Regions from separate parts of the Mus musculus genome. Here all the other regions are linked to region 4. The links are chromatin contacts, called in public promoter capture Hi-C maps. All regions are on one chromosome and are shown on one strand. Each heading gives the region's core, a stretch centred on a gene start, on an enhancer-like site or on the middle of the called end of the contact. The rest is flanking DNA. Distances are from core to core; before and after follow the strand shown. Region 1 holds the start of Rnd1 (Rho family GTPase 1). Region 2 holds the start of Dnajc22 (DnaJ heat shock protein family (Hsp40) member C22). Region 3 holds the start of Ccdc65 (coiled-coil domain containing 65). Region 4 holds the start of Lmbr1l (limb region 1 like).

Region 1 (2,700 bases), core at 105-2,604, 240 kb before region 4:
GCAGCACCCTCCTACCTCATTTAACTTTGCTCTGGAGAACTAGAGAGAGAGGGAGAGAGGAGGGAGAGGAAGGGAGAGGAGAGAGACAGAGACAGAGGAGACGTCTGGTACTCCCGGGGAGTTCTCAGGGCTCCCTTCACCTCACCATCCAGAGGTGAACTAGACCAGAGACCCAAGTGGCACCCAGGCTTGTTCACTGCCTTCCAGGATCCTCTAAAATCATCAAAGCCCCAACCAAAGAATTTTTTACATTCTTTCCTTCGCTTTCCTGGCAAGCACCTATCTTCAAAGGTGGATTCCCAGCCCCCCCCCCCTTAAAAAAGCAGCAACTGCGGCTAGCCAATGGTGGTAGGATGGGGCATTTGGGGGTACACTCTTACCTGAGGTGTCCCAGAGACTAAGCTCCACTCTCTGTTCCTCTGTCTCCAAACAGGCTGTGTAATTCTCAAACACGGTAGGCACATAGGTCTGCGAGGAGACAGGAAACACTCACACCCCGGCAGCAGCATGCCCTCAGAACCCCACACCAAGCGTTGGCTACACATGCGCCGAGAAACACCAAAGTGTCAGATGGCGAGAAGCCAGAGGAGGGGGAGCCATTGGGGACTGTAGAGGTATTGGCCTTCGCTCCCCAGCCTGGGACAAACCCCCTACATCCTAGCTAGTCTGAGACACATACATTCGCATTTTCCTCACATCTCTAAATGTGTGTCCCATTTTTCAGAGCCACAAGCCAGTTTTAACCTCTGTCTTCTGCCCTCTAGTCCTTTGGCACAGGTGAACAGGCAAAACAGCAGAAGCCTGCGCGGGGGGGGGGGGGGGGGTTGGGGAGGGCACCCTCACAGAGCCTTATAGGAGGGGCAGGCAGGTACTGCGTCAAGAATGAAGCCCAAGCTCTCGGGAGCCTCCAGGTCTCAGGGATGAAGGCAAGTGGGAGGGGATATGATGGGTAAAGAGGTGAGGAGGAGCCGACCGGGCGGCAGAAGTGGGTCAGGTCTCTAGGGAAGCAAGACAGGGCAGTCCTCCAGCCAGAAGGCAAGGCAGGGTGGGGCGGCCTGCGGGTGGTGGAGAGCGCTGTCCCGGACAGGTGGGGGATCGACCCCGGGACGGCAGGGAAGCTCACCTCGGGATAGCAGTCTTTCGCTAGCACCTGTAACATCGCCGTCTTCCCACACTGCACGTCTCCCACCAGGACGAGCTTACACCTGACCACCACTGGCTGCGGTGCCCGTCTCTCCTTCATGGCTGCAGCCTCGGAGGGACGTGGACTCGGGTTCAGGGAGGAGGAGGTCGCGCCTCAAGTGTCCGCACTAGCACACTAGCGCGGGTTCCCTGCCTGCCTGCCTCCGACTGAGGCGGAGGCTCGTAAGGCTCCGCTATAAGTCTCAGACTGATCCAATCACAAGAGGAGGCGGACTCTGTCCAGGCCAATCCCTAAGGTGGGATCCCCTGCTGCAGCCAATAGTAGGAGACTCCGAGTCAGCGCCCTCTTCCTCCCTTCCCTTTCTGTTAAAGCTGCACGGTGGCTTCCTCTTGGAAGGGGATTCCCACGCTTTTTGTGTTGCTGTTAGGAGGTCAGGAGGGGACTGGAAGTAAAACTTAGTGATCTCTGAGTGTCTATGAGTTAGTGTCAAGACCCACAAAGAGCTATAGAATCAGGCTGTCTGTCCCAGGAAGACAGCAGGACCTGCCTAAACTATGGACAGGTGGGTGGCATCTCTCGGGGGAGAGGGTGACTCCTTAATTTTATATAGTTCCTATTCACACTGGTTCCACTTCTGGGATCTCCTAATAGAAGTCTCTGCTGCCCCTCTTTTACAGCCCGACTCCCTTCCTCAGGAATCGCCTTCCCCAAAACAAACCAAGAAAACAAAACAAGACAAACAAAAAATAACTTGACCCAGAGATAGGCAAAGAAAACAAAGGAGGGCGTCTTTCAAGTAGGAACAGGAGAGAGAAAGACCAAACAAGCTGCTTTCTGCCAGCCAGGAGCCAGCTCATGCCAGGCCTGGCAAGCAAGAGTGAAGGTGTTTTGTTCTGTGGCCTGGCTTCAGTGTCCGAGATGAATCCAGGGCAGGTCTAGTTCCAGGCTGATAGCCACGGATTCTGACGCACTGATAGTGTCACCTAGTGAGAGTCCAGCCTGGATGCCAGGGCTGGGCCTCAGGGATTAGAAATTGAAAACCAATCATTGTAGACTGAGATAAACTACAAACTGCCGCCGACTGGCCCTAGCCTGCAAGCCTCCACGGCTTCTGCAGACCCCTCTACTAGACAGAGCTATGGAAGTACACAGCTCATATAAGCCACTGGCCACCAAGGAAGTCCCGTGAGGCCTCCAGAGAATTGGGGGAGGGGCAGTTTAGGGCAAACTTGAGAACAACCTAGGGTTCCCCTTACCCTGTTCTGTTGGTTTGGTTTCTTTCTTTCATTTTATTTTATTTTATTTTATTTTTTTTAGAGAACATCACACTGGAACTTGCCGTATATAGCCCATCTTCTTGCCTCAGGCCTCAGGCCTGAAATTCAGACAGAGAACACCAGCCCTGGCTCACGGTTGTCTTGAGGTCCCTTCTCGAACAACCCCAAGCTTTGCTCATAAGCCAGTCATTGCCACCCACCCAAGACCATTTTCCCTGAAATTAATAAGCACCTTTCAAAGGCTTCACAGGCCCTATGGACAGATCTAGTAAGACAGCC
Region 2 (2,700 bases), core at 176-2,675, 180 kb after region 4:
TGCCCTTGGGTCCCAGGGCTCTACGGCAAAAATCTGCTTCGCTCCCTCCCCAGTCCGTCCTTTCTAGGCTGGGCCCGAAGCCTTCATCCCTTTCGCGTTTTTGGACACTTCTGGGCCCCTCCTGCGAGCAGGAGACCTGGCTCCCCGGGGTCCCCTCCCCCTCCAGGCGGTTCGCACTGGGCTCCCGGCTCCCGAGCGAGTTTGTTTGTCCAGCGGCGGCGGCTGCTTCTGCCCGCGCTGTTTGCCAAGCTTAGCGCGCCGCCGCGCAGAGCGGGCCCAATTAAGTCTCATTCATTATTCAGCGCCCCCGTCCGCCCCCCGTCCCCAGCCGTGGCTGGGTTGTCGTTTTGTCGCCCCTCCTCAGCCCTAAAGGGGCCATATCTAGTCCCCAGCTAGAACTAGACGTTGGAGGGAGCTAAAACATTCTGCCCACTGTTGACAAGTGACCCTAAGTGAAGCCCACCGGCTCCATCCCTACCTCTAATCAAGCCTGGGGAATTTCGTAGATCCAAGCTTCTTTTAAAAGAAACTGAAGCTCAGGAAAGGGTGTGACTTGGCCAAGGTCACGGAGCTGCTCGGGGATTGTAGCCCGGGATGTTGAAGGCATCTTGTAAGCCAGCTCCATTCCAGCGTCCAAGCGAGAAGGCAGGCTCCTCTCCCCCGAGTCTCCCTGGGTTTGCCCTTACTCTTCTGATGGCTCGCCCCCACCCTGTATCCCTTGCTGGTGTGGGTTCCCCCCCCCCCCTTTGCTTCAGGCTACAAGGGTCTGAACAGCTTCTGGCTCTATGGATTCTGGGCTATGCAGGCTCAGACTCCCAGGTCTGGCTGTGGAGTCCCCTAACTGGAAGGCCTGGAAGCAAGGTAGTGAGGCAGAATTGCGGGTCTTGAGGGGCTCTCTCCTTCACCTCTGAGTGGATGTCTCTCCTTTAAGAAATTAGACGTGATCCTATAATGGCCGTCTTGGAGTACAGAGAGAAGCGAGACAGGGATCACCTCCCATTTGTGGCGGAGAGGAGAGGAAGTCGAGATTTTTAATTTTATTGATAGAGTCGCCCTTTTTCTCCCGCCAGGTAGCTGCACGGTTCGGACAGCTTTGACCAGGAATGTCCCAACCTTGCAAAAAGGAGATCTGGGACTTTTGGGGACCCTCCCTTCCGTAAACGGCAGCGCCATCTGGCGGTGTTAATGAAGTGCTGCAAGAGGTGCGCACTGCCGGGAGTGGGGCGCGGTTCCAGGCCCTACAGTGTAAAACTGGGTGAGTCTGGGGAAAGCTTCCCGTAGAGAGGGCGATCAGAGCCCAGGAACACAGGACCGGAAGGTGGCTACGAAGGGGCTGACCAGGGCTTTCGGGGCGGGGCCTGCAGGAGGTGGCCTGACTTCAAACACAGTCACCCAGCACTGAGGGACAAAGTCCACTTGTGTGGAGGTGAGAGCAGTTACAGAGGGGCCATTTTGAATCTGTGTTCAAAGGCAATGGCTGTTCTGAAGCAGCCTGGAAGCCTGGGCTGCCAGGTACTGCGGCCCTGCTGGGACTGCCTGAGGGTGAGTTTGCTTGAAGTAGGTAAGACGATTGGCAGGCAGATTTGATATTCTGAGGATTTTTGCGGCCGCTTTGTAGAGTGCCTTCGATCTGGTTGATAGGGATAGGATGGCTGGGCTGTGGGGTGCTAAGGTCTGGGTCAAAATGTTCTCCAGAACGTTTAAGTGGAAGGAGTTCAGGGTCCCTTTCAAATTTGGCTTGTGGGAGAACGGCATAGTCTGGGGAGATGGGAAAGCTGGAAAGGGCTTTGGCCGAGTTACAGAATGCACCCGCTTACACACACACACACACACACACACACACACACACACACACACACACACACACACACACGATGTTAAAGGAGTGAGTTTGGCTAAGACACTGGCTTTCAAAGGGGTTTGAAACAGTGAAAAAGTATTCTCTTCAGCCCTTTCCTGTGAGCCATTACTATTCCAGAGTCTAAGGGGAGGATAGAAATTTAAGCTTCTTTTTTCCCCCTTCTTATTCTTTCTCAATTTTACTTTATGTACACGGGTGTTTTGCTTGAACCTTTGTGTGTGCACTGCATGCACTCCTGATATCCTTGGAGACCAGAAGAGGGCATCTATGAGCTGCCATGTGGGTGCTGGGAATTTAAACCCCAAGTGACCCCTGGGTCACCCGTTAGTCCCAAGCTTTTGAGTTGTTGTTGTTGTTGTTCAGGCACCTAGTTCTCAGTGTCCCAACTTAAAGTCACTTAAAACATTCTCTTCCTGGGGGTGGAGAGATGGCTCAGCCGGTTAAGAGCACTGACTCTACCTGGTGGTTCACAACCATCTGTAATGGGATCTGATGCCCTCTTCTGGTGTGTCTGAGCACAGCTACAGTGTACGTATGCATAATAATGAATAAATCTTAAAAACAAAAACATTCTCTTCCTTGGACATGGTGGCACATGCCTATAACCTCAGCACTTGAGGAGGTAGGGGCAGGAAGACCAAGATGTCCTCAGCTATGGCCGCATAAGACCAGTTTGGAACGTGCAATAAGACTGTGCCTCAAATATCAATAAATTAATAATAAATAAATGAAAATATTTTAATTGAAGCATTTCCTCCCTTAAATATGGAGTCACTGTGATTGTAAATAACAGGACTGGGGTGCTAACGGAAGATAGGAGACATCTAGTACCTGAGAGA
Region 3 (2,700 bases), core at 183-2,682, 210 kb before region 4:
GAGCAGGCATGAGAAGGGCACAGCTGGCTGCCTGGAGGTCACAGTGTGTGATTGGGGGCTTCGATGCTGCTTCAGGTGCAGATATTCCTAGGAGGGAGTGTGCACTGGTGTACATCTTTTTGTTAGCCACAGATTTTGCCCTTGAAAAGTAGGGTTAAAAAAAAATTTTTTTTAAGGAGCTGAAGAGGGCTGGTGAGATGGCTCAGTGGGTAAGAGCACCTGACTGCTCTTCCGAAGGTCCGGAGTTCAAATCCCAGCAACCACATGGTGGCTCACAACCTCCCTCATCTGGAGTGTCTGAAGACAGCTACAGTGTACTTACATATAAATAAATAAATCTTTTTTAAAAAAGGAGCTGAAAAGATGGCTCAGCGGTTAAGAACACTGGCTGCTCTTCCATAGATCTTGAGTTCAATTCCCATCAACTCACAACCATCTGTCATGGGGTCTGATGCCTTCTTCAGGCAAGCAGGTATACATGCAAATGAAGCACTCACACATTTAGAGAGAGAGAGAGAGAGAGAGAGAGAGAGAGAGAGAGAGAAACAAATTTAAGCTGGAAGTGATGACTCCTACATTTGATCCAAGCACTGGGGGTGGGGGATGTGGGGCGAGGCAGAAGTAGATGGATTTCTATCTATACAGTGAGTTTCTGGCCATCCAGGGCTACACTGAAACACTGTCTTAATTTTTTAGTAAGATTTATTTATGTGTATTTGCGTTTCTCTTGCATGTATATGTGTGGACCATGTGTCTACCCCATGTCCACAGAGGTCAGATGAGGGAGTCAGATCCCCTGGGACTGGAGTTATGAACAGTCATGAGCTGCCCATGTGGGTGCTAGGAACCAAACCCAGGTCTTCTGCAAGAGTGGCAAGTGCTCTTTGCCTCTGAGCCATCTCTCTATCACTAAGGAGACAATTTACAAAATATTTTTAAATATTTTATGTGTATGTGTGTTTGTGCACGTTAATGCAGCGTCCACCGAGGCCAGAAAGGCGTGTTTTGATCTCCTGAAACTGGGGTTCCAGGTGCTTGTGATCTCAGACCATTGGGCTTGGCAGTACCTCCCTTACCCAGTGAACCATCTCATTATTTGTATGTATGTGTAAGTGGTTTTGACCTGTTCTACGAAATCCGATGCTGTCTTCTGACCTCTGCAGGCACCAGGCATGCGCACGGTGCTCAGACACACACGTGGACAAACCAGGCATACACCAAATTAAAAAGTAAAATGGAAAAACTATTTGAAGACATTTATTATTTTTTTAAGAGAGACTAGGGTTCTTGATTTAAAAAAAAAAAAAAAAAAAAAAAAAGCCTACTTAAAAGAACTGACTGCGGTCCTCCGGCATGCAGGGGGCGCTGAAGTAATGCTGCCTCCCTATTTCTCACCCCGCGGTCTTAGCGAAGGTCCTTGTTGCTAGGAGACAAGATGCGTCTTTCTGTTCTCCAGCTGGGAGTCGGGTGTCGCCTGAGCACTCTTGGCGTGGAGGACAGAGGTCTAAGGCCCCATTACCTTAGCTCCAGAAGGTCCCTCCCTGTCTATGGGAAGTTTTTCTTTCTAATTCCTCACAAGTGGCTCGTAGCAGCAGGCAGAGGCTCCTTGCCCGGACCCAGTCCGCAGCCCAGCCATGTCTAAAAAAGGAAAAAAGCCCAAGTTGCCCAAGGCACCCCTGTCCGAGGAAGATCAGCTGCTTATATTTCAGCAAAAGATGCTGGCTGACGAAGAGGCAGCCAAGAAGAAAGAGAGACTCCTCACCCAGTTCTTGAAGGTGATGCTCGTCTGCAGTGTGTCCTGCCCAAACCCCCAAACCCCCAAACCCACCGCCCATGCACTGGTACCGTTGCCTGGGGTCGCGTCCTTGTGGCAGGCTCATTTTCATCCTTTCCTATCCCTCTGAAGTCCTTGGTCCCAAAATACATGGGCTTCAGACAACATTGGTTTTTGCCTAGGGCATTCTCTGTGAAACATGGGGGAGGGGAGAATTGAGTTTGGCAGTATCAACCGAGCCCCCAGAATTAGGACAGTGGATGCTGTCAGGTGTCCAAATTCAGCTGTCTTGAATTCTGAGGTTGGGTCTGGAGTGGGGTCGTTAGAAACTCTTCTCTGATGCTTCACCCTGAAGGGAACCCATTCATTGGAAACCACAAACAGGAGCCCCCGAGTGTTGGCTGCCAAGGGCTTTGTTTGTGAGAATACACGGGGACTGGTATTTTTCAGCGTGGTATCGATAGCACCGAGGTGGACCTTTCGCCTTGGCTGAAACGCATGTGATTACTCCTCCCTCAGGACAAGTTGGCCAAAGAAGAACACAACAGCGCTCTAAACCTTAATAAGATTAACACGCAGTGGAGAACCATCCTCAGGGAGGTGAAGACCAGAGAGCTTCACCAAGACATCGAGATCCTCAGCCAGACCTTTGAACGCGTGGTGGACTGTAAGGACAGCGTCATCAAGGTATGCACCCTCTCGGGCGTGGTGGCGCACACCTTTAATCCCAGTACTCGAGAGGCAGAGGCAGGTGGATTTCTGAGTTCAAGGCCAGCCTGGTCTACAGAGTGAGTTCCAGGACAGCCAGGGCTACACAGAGAAACCCTGTCTCAAAAAGACCCCCCCCCAAAAAAAAAAAGAAAGAAAGAAAGAAAGAAAGAAAGAAAGAAAGAAAGAAAAAAGAAAAGGGAAAGGGAAAAGGGAAA
Region 4 (2,700 bases), core at 196-2,695:
GACTCTTATCCTGGGGCTAGATACTCGTATGCCCTCATTGGTAAGGGCAGACCTAGTCCCCTTTACCGTTTCTTCAATCTAAGCATGCCAAGGGGTAGCCTAAAGCTCAGCCTGAGAAAAATGAAGAAAGACACCATCTGAGCCCTCCCCTTTATTCAGTAAGATCTCCTTCCACTCCTCCAAACCCTTCCCTTTTCATTTAGTATGTGCAGAGCTCTCTGGGAAAACAAAACAAAATAAAACAAAAAAACCCAGCAGACAAAGAGATTATCATTCAAAGCAGGCCCAAGGAAAATAGATTTCCCTAAGTCCCACGGGTGCTCCTACCCTAGAGTAGTACACTGCCGTATGGAAAGTTCAACTGCAATTCTAGATTAATGCTTAAAGAATAAGAAATACAGGCTAGATGCGCTCAGGATCACTGCGGACCCGGGACCCTCCCACCCCCACCCCACCCCACCCCACCCCACCCACACATGAGAACTCACACGGGATGGCTGGAAACCCAGTCTGAGTGTCAAACAAATTATCCGGAAGTCGTGCGGGGTGTGTGTCATTGTATTGGCTTGTGTTTGGCATGCTGCATGCCAGAGGCCCAGGATTCAATCACAGAAGGAATGAAAACAACCACTACTACAGGGGAGAGAAAACAGGCGGGGAAACCTCGGTGTTCCTCCATCTCCACTTCTTACAACCCCATCTCGTCGGACAGGACTTCTTTCTTCCTTAGTGGGAGGACCCACTACAGCTCCCACTTTTCCTTCGCCCCTCGCGCCACCATCGCATGTCCCCGGTTAACTGCTCAATGTGACCGAGTCTCCCTTCATTTCAACATCAACCATGGTTGCCCTTCATCTACTTTTAAGGGGGAACACGCACACTAACTTGTCCCGAAGCAAATCCATCCTTTTCCAGAGGATCAAACGCTCCACACTAGAGGACCCCCATCGCCAGGAACGCCCACGGGGGTGGAGTAGAAGGGGCGGGGGGAGGGGCGAGCGGCCGAGGAACGGAAACCCGGCGGCTTTGTTTACGGCTCAGGGACCCAGCCGACCCGACCGGGAGTTCACCGGCCCGGCCCCGGCGCTCGCAGGGGTCGAGGTGCTCCGGAGCCCAGGCAGCTGGACTTCCCGTCTCCATCGCGGCGCGCCCCTCCCACCTCGGCCCGGCCCCTTCCCGCCCAGGTCCCGGACTCACGATGCACTCGCGGACCCTGTCGTGGAACAGCTGTTCTCGCACGGATAGCACTTCGTAGTCAGCTGCTTCCATACTCTGCTCAGCATGACTGGGGCGGGGGTGTCTCCGGGCCCGGGGAGGACGAGCGGGGATGAGGCCGCCGCCGCCCGCCAAGCACCCGGACCCAGCCTAAGCGCCTCTCCTCGCTGCCCGTGACGGAAACTCAAGGTAATCTGGGGCTCAGATTCTGCGGTCGGACGCCCCGCCCTTAAAGGGGCAGGCCCCAGCCCGCCTAGTCTTAAAGGGCTCGGGTCCCCCTCGGTCCCCTCCCCTTTAAGGTGGGGTCACTCGCAAGCACGTTTCAACGCAAGTACCCGCCGCCCGGCTACGCGGAAGTGCCAGGCTTGGTGCCCAGTGACGACACAAGGCCTGGGCGGGTTTCTTCAGAGGAGCGGAACTTACTGGTTCCTCGTAGACTGTCGGTCATCGCTAGGAGTGCGCTGATAGGACATTCTGGGAAAGGAGGCGGGATGTTTTTGGCCTGTCGAAGCTGTTCTAAAACTAAGAGTCCTTGTGGTCCACGGCTGAGATGTGAGGGTTGGTTCCAGGATGTGTATCCGTCAGGATTTTAGTTTAAACGAATAAGGTTGGGATCAGGTCAGCCCGTCGAGAAGATGTAAGCACCACGGGGTCTTCTGAAGGGACGGCTGCCTGTAACCCAAAGGTCCATAGCGTTTTCTTTTCTTTTTCTTTATTTTTATTTTTGGTTTTTCGAGATAGGGTTTCTCTGTGTAGCCCTGGCTGTCCTGGATCTCACTCTGTAGACCAGGCTGGTCTCGAACTCAGAAATCCGCCTGCCTCTGCCTCCCAAGTGCTGGGATTAGTGGCTTGTGCCACCACTGCCCGATGCGTTTTTTTATTTGTTATTGGAGTTTCCCTGCCACTCCAGACAGCTTTCACACAGTTATTTTTGTGGAAGGCCTAGGGTATTAGAGAACAAATAGTTAAAAAACAAACCACAACAAAAACAAAAAAACAGGAGACTTTTTAAAAATGTCATGAAACTTTTGTTTTGTTGAGACAGGTCTTGCGATGCAAACCAGGCTACCCTTGAATTCTCAGCTTCCTAGTTGATTGCATGTATTACCAGGCCCAGGCTATCCCGAAACTGAGGAAATATCCCAGGGAATATTGGTGAGTGGGTTGAGTAAAACATTAACTCCCAAACATTAACTCCCTGCTATGTGCTGTTCTCTTTATAGCCTTTATCTAATTTTAATGTTTTAACATTTTAACGTTTTAACGTTTTAATTTGAAACTAGAAAATAGAGGTTGGCCCAGTCCTACTTTGAGATTCAGAAACCATCTGGGCATTGTGGCACACGTCTTTTAATTCAGCACTAGGAAGGCAGAAGCAGGTGGATCTATAAATTCATGGCCAGTCTGCCCTTTACATAATGTTTTAGGACAACCAGAGTAACATGGTGAGAATTTGTCTCAAAAACAAAATAAATACATCCCGTG

What was found. Promoter capture Hi-C pulls out the DNA fragments that hold promoters and counts their contacts. Capture Hi-C pulls out chosen DNA fragments and counts their contacts.
Region 1: a promoter capture Hi-C map of adipose tissue shows a contact between it and region 4. The contact joins the promoter of Rnd1 here to the promoter of Lmbr1l in region 4. A contact is called at or near these places in 3 of 39 promoter capture datasets (cranial neural crest, liver and second pharyngeal arch cranial neural crest), 2 of 484 Hi-C or Micro-C datasets (the G1E-ER4 cell line and embryonic stem cells), 1 of 115 datasets of contacts at active chromatin or transcription factors (pancreatic cancer cells) and 2 of 9 other capture datasets (adipose tissue and pancreatic islet).
Region 2: a contact with region 4 is called in a promoter capture Hi-C map of embryonic stem cells. The contact joins the promoter of Dnajc22 here to the promoter of Lmbr1l in region 4. A contact is called at or near these places in 2 of 39 promoter capture datasets (cranial neural crest and embryonic stem cells), 2 of 115 datasets of contacts at active chromatin or transcription factors (embryonic stem cells and pancreatic cancer cells) and 3 of 9 other capture datasets (adipose tissue, liver and pancreatic islet).
Region 3: a promoter capture Hi-C map of pancreatic islet shows a contact between it and region 4. The contact joins the promoter of Ccdc65 here to the promoter of Lmbr1l in region 4. A contact is called at or near these places in 1 of 39 promoter capture datasets (maxillary cranial neural crest), 1 of 484 Hi-C or Micro-C datasets (liver), 2 of 115 datasets of contacts at active chromatin or transcription factors (bone marrow-derived macrophages and pancreatic cancer cells) and 3 of 9 other capture datasets (adipose tissue, liver and pancreatic islet).

The regions. Positions count from the first base shown.
Region 1 is chr15:98,676,107-98,678,806 of GRCm38.p6, forward strand. It overlaps Rnd1 (Rho family GTPase 1), which reads right to left and starts at 1,355. Exons shown (of 5, transcript NM_172612.3): 1 at 1,124-1,355; 2 at 381-468. The coding sequence starts at 1,243.
Region 2 is chr15:99,098,059-99,100,758 of GRCm38.p6, forward strand. Dnajc22 (DnaJ heat shock protein family (Hsp40) member C22) reads left to right here and starts at 1,426. Exons shown (of 3, transcript NM_176835.2): 1 at 1,426-1,542.
Region 3 is chr15:98,706,762-98,709,461 of GRCm38.p6, forward strand. Ccdc65 (coiled-coil domain containing 65) reads left to right here and starts at 1,433. Exons shown (of 8, transcript NM_153518.2): 1 at 1,433-1,775; 2 at 2,294-2,461. The coding sequence starts at 1,635.
Region 4 is chr15:98,916,653-98,919,352 of GRCm38.p6, forward strand. It overlaps Lmbr1l (limb region 1 like), which reads right to left and starts at 1,446. Exons shown (of 17, transcript NM_029098.3): 1 at 1,198-1,446. The coding sequence starts at 1,269. It overlaps Gm41396 (a long non-coding RNA gene), which reads left to right and starts at 1,317. Exons shown (of 5, transcript XR_001781764.2): 1 at 1,317-1,404; 2 at 2,261-2,370.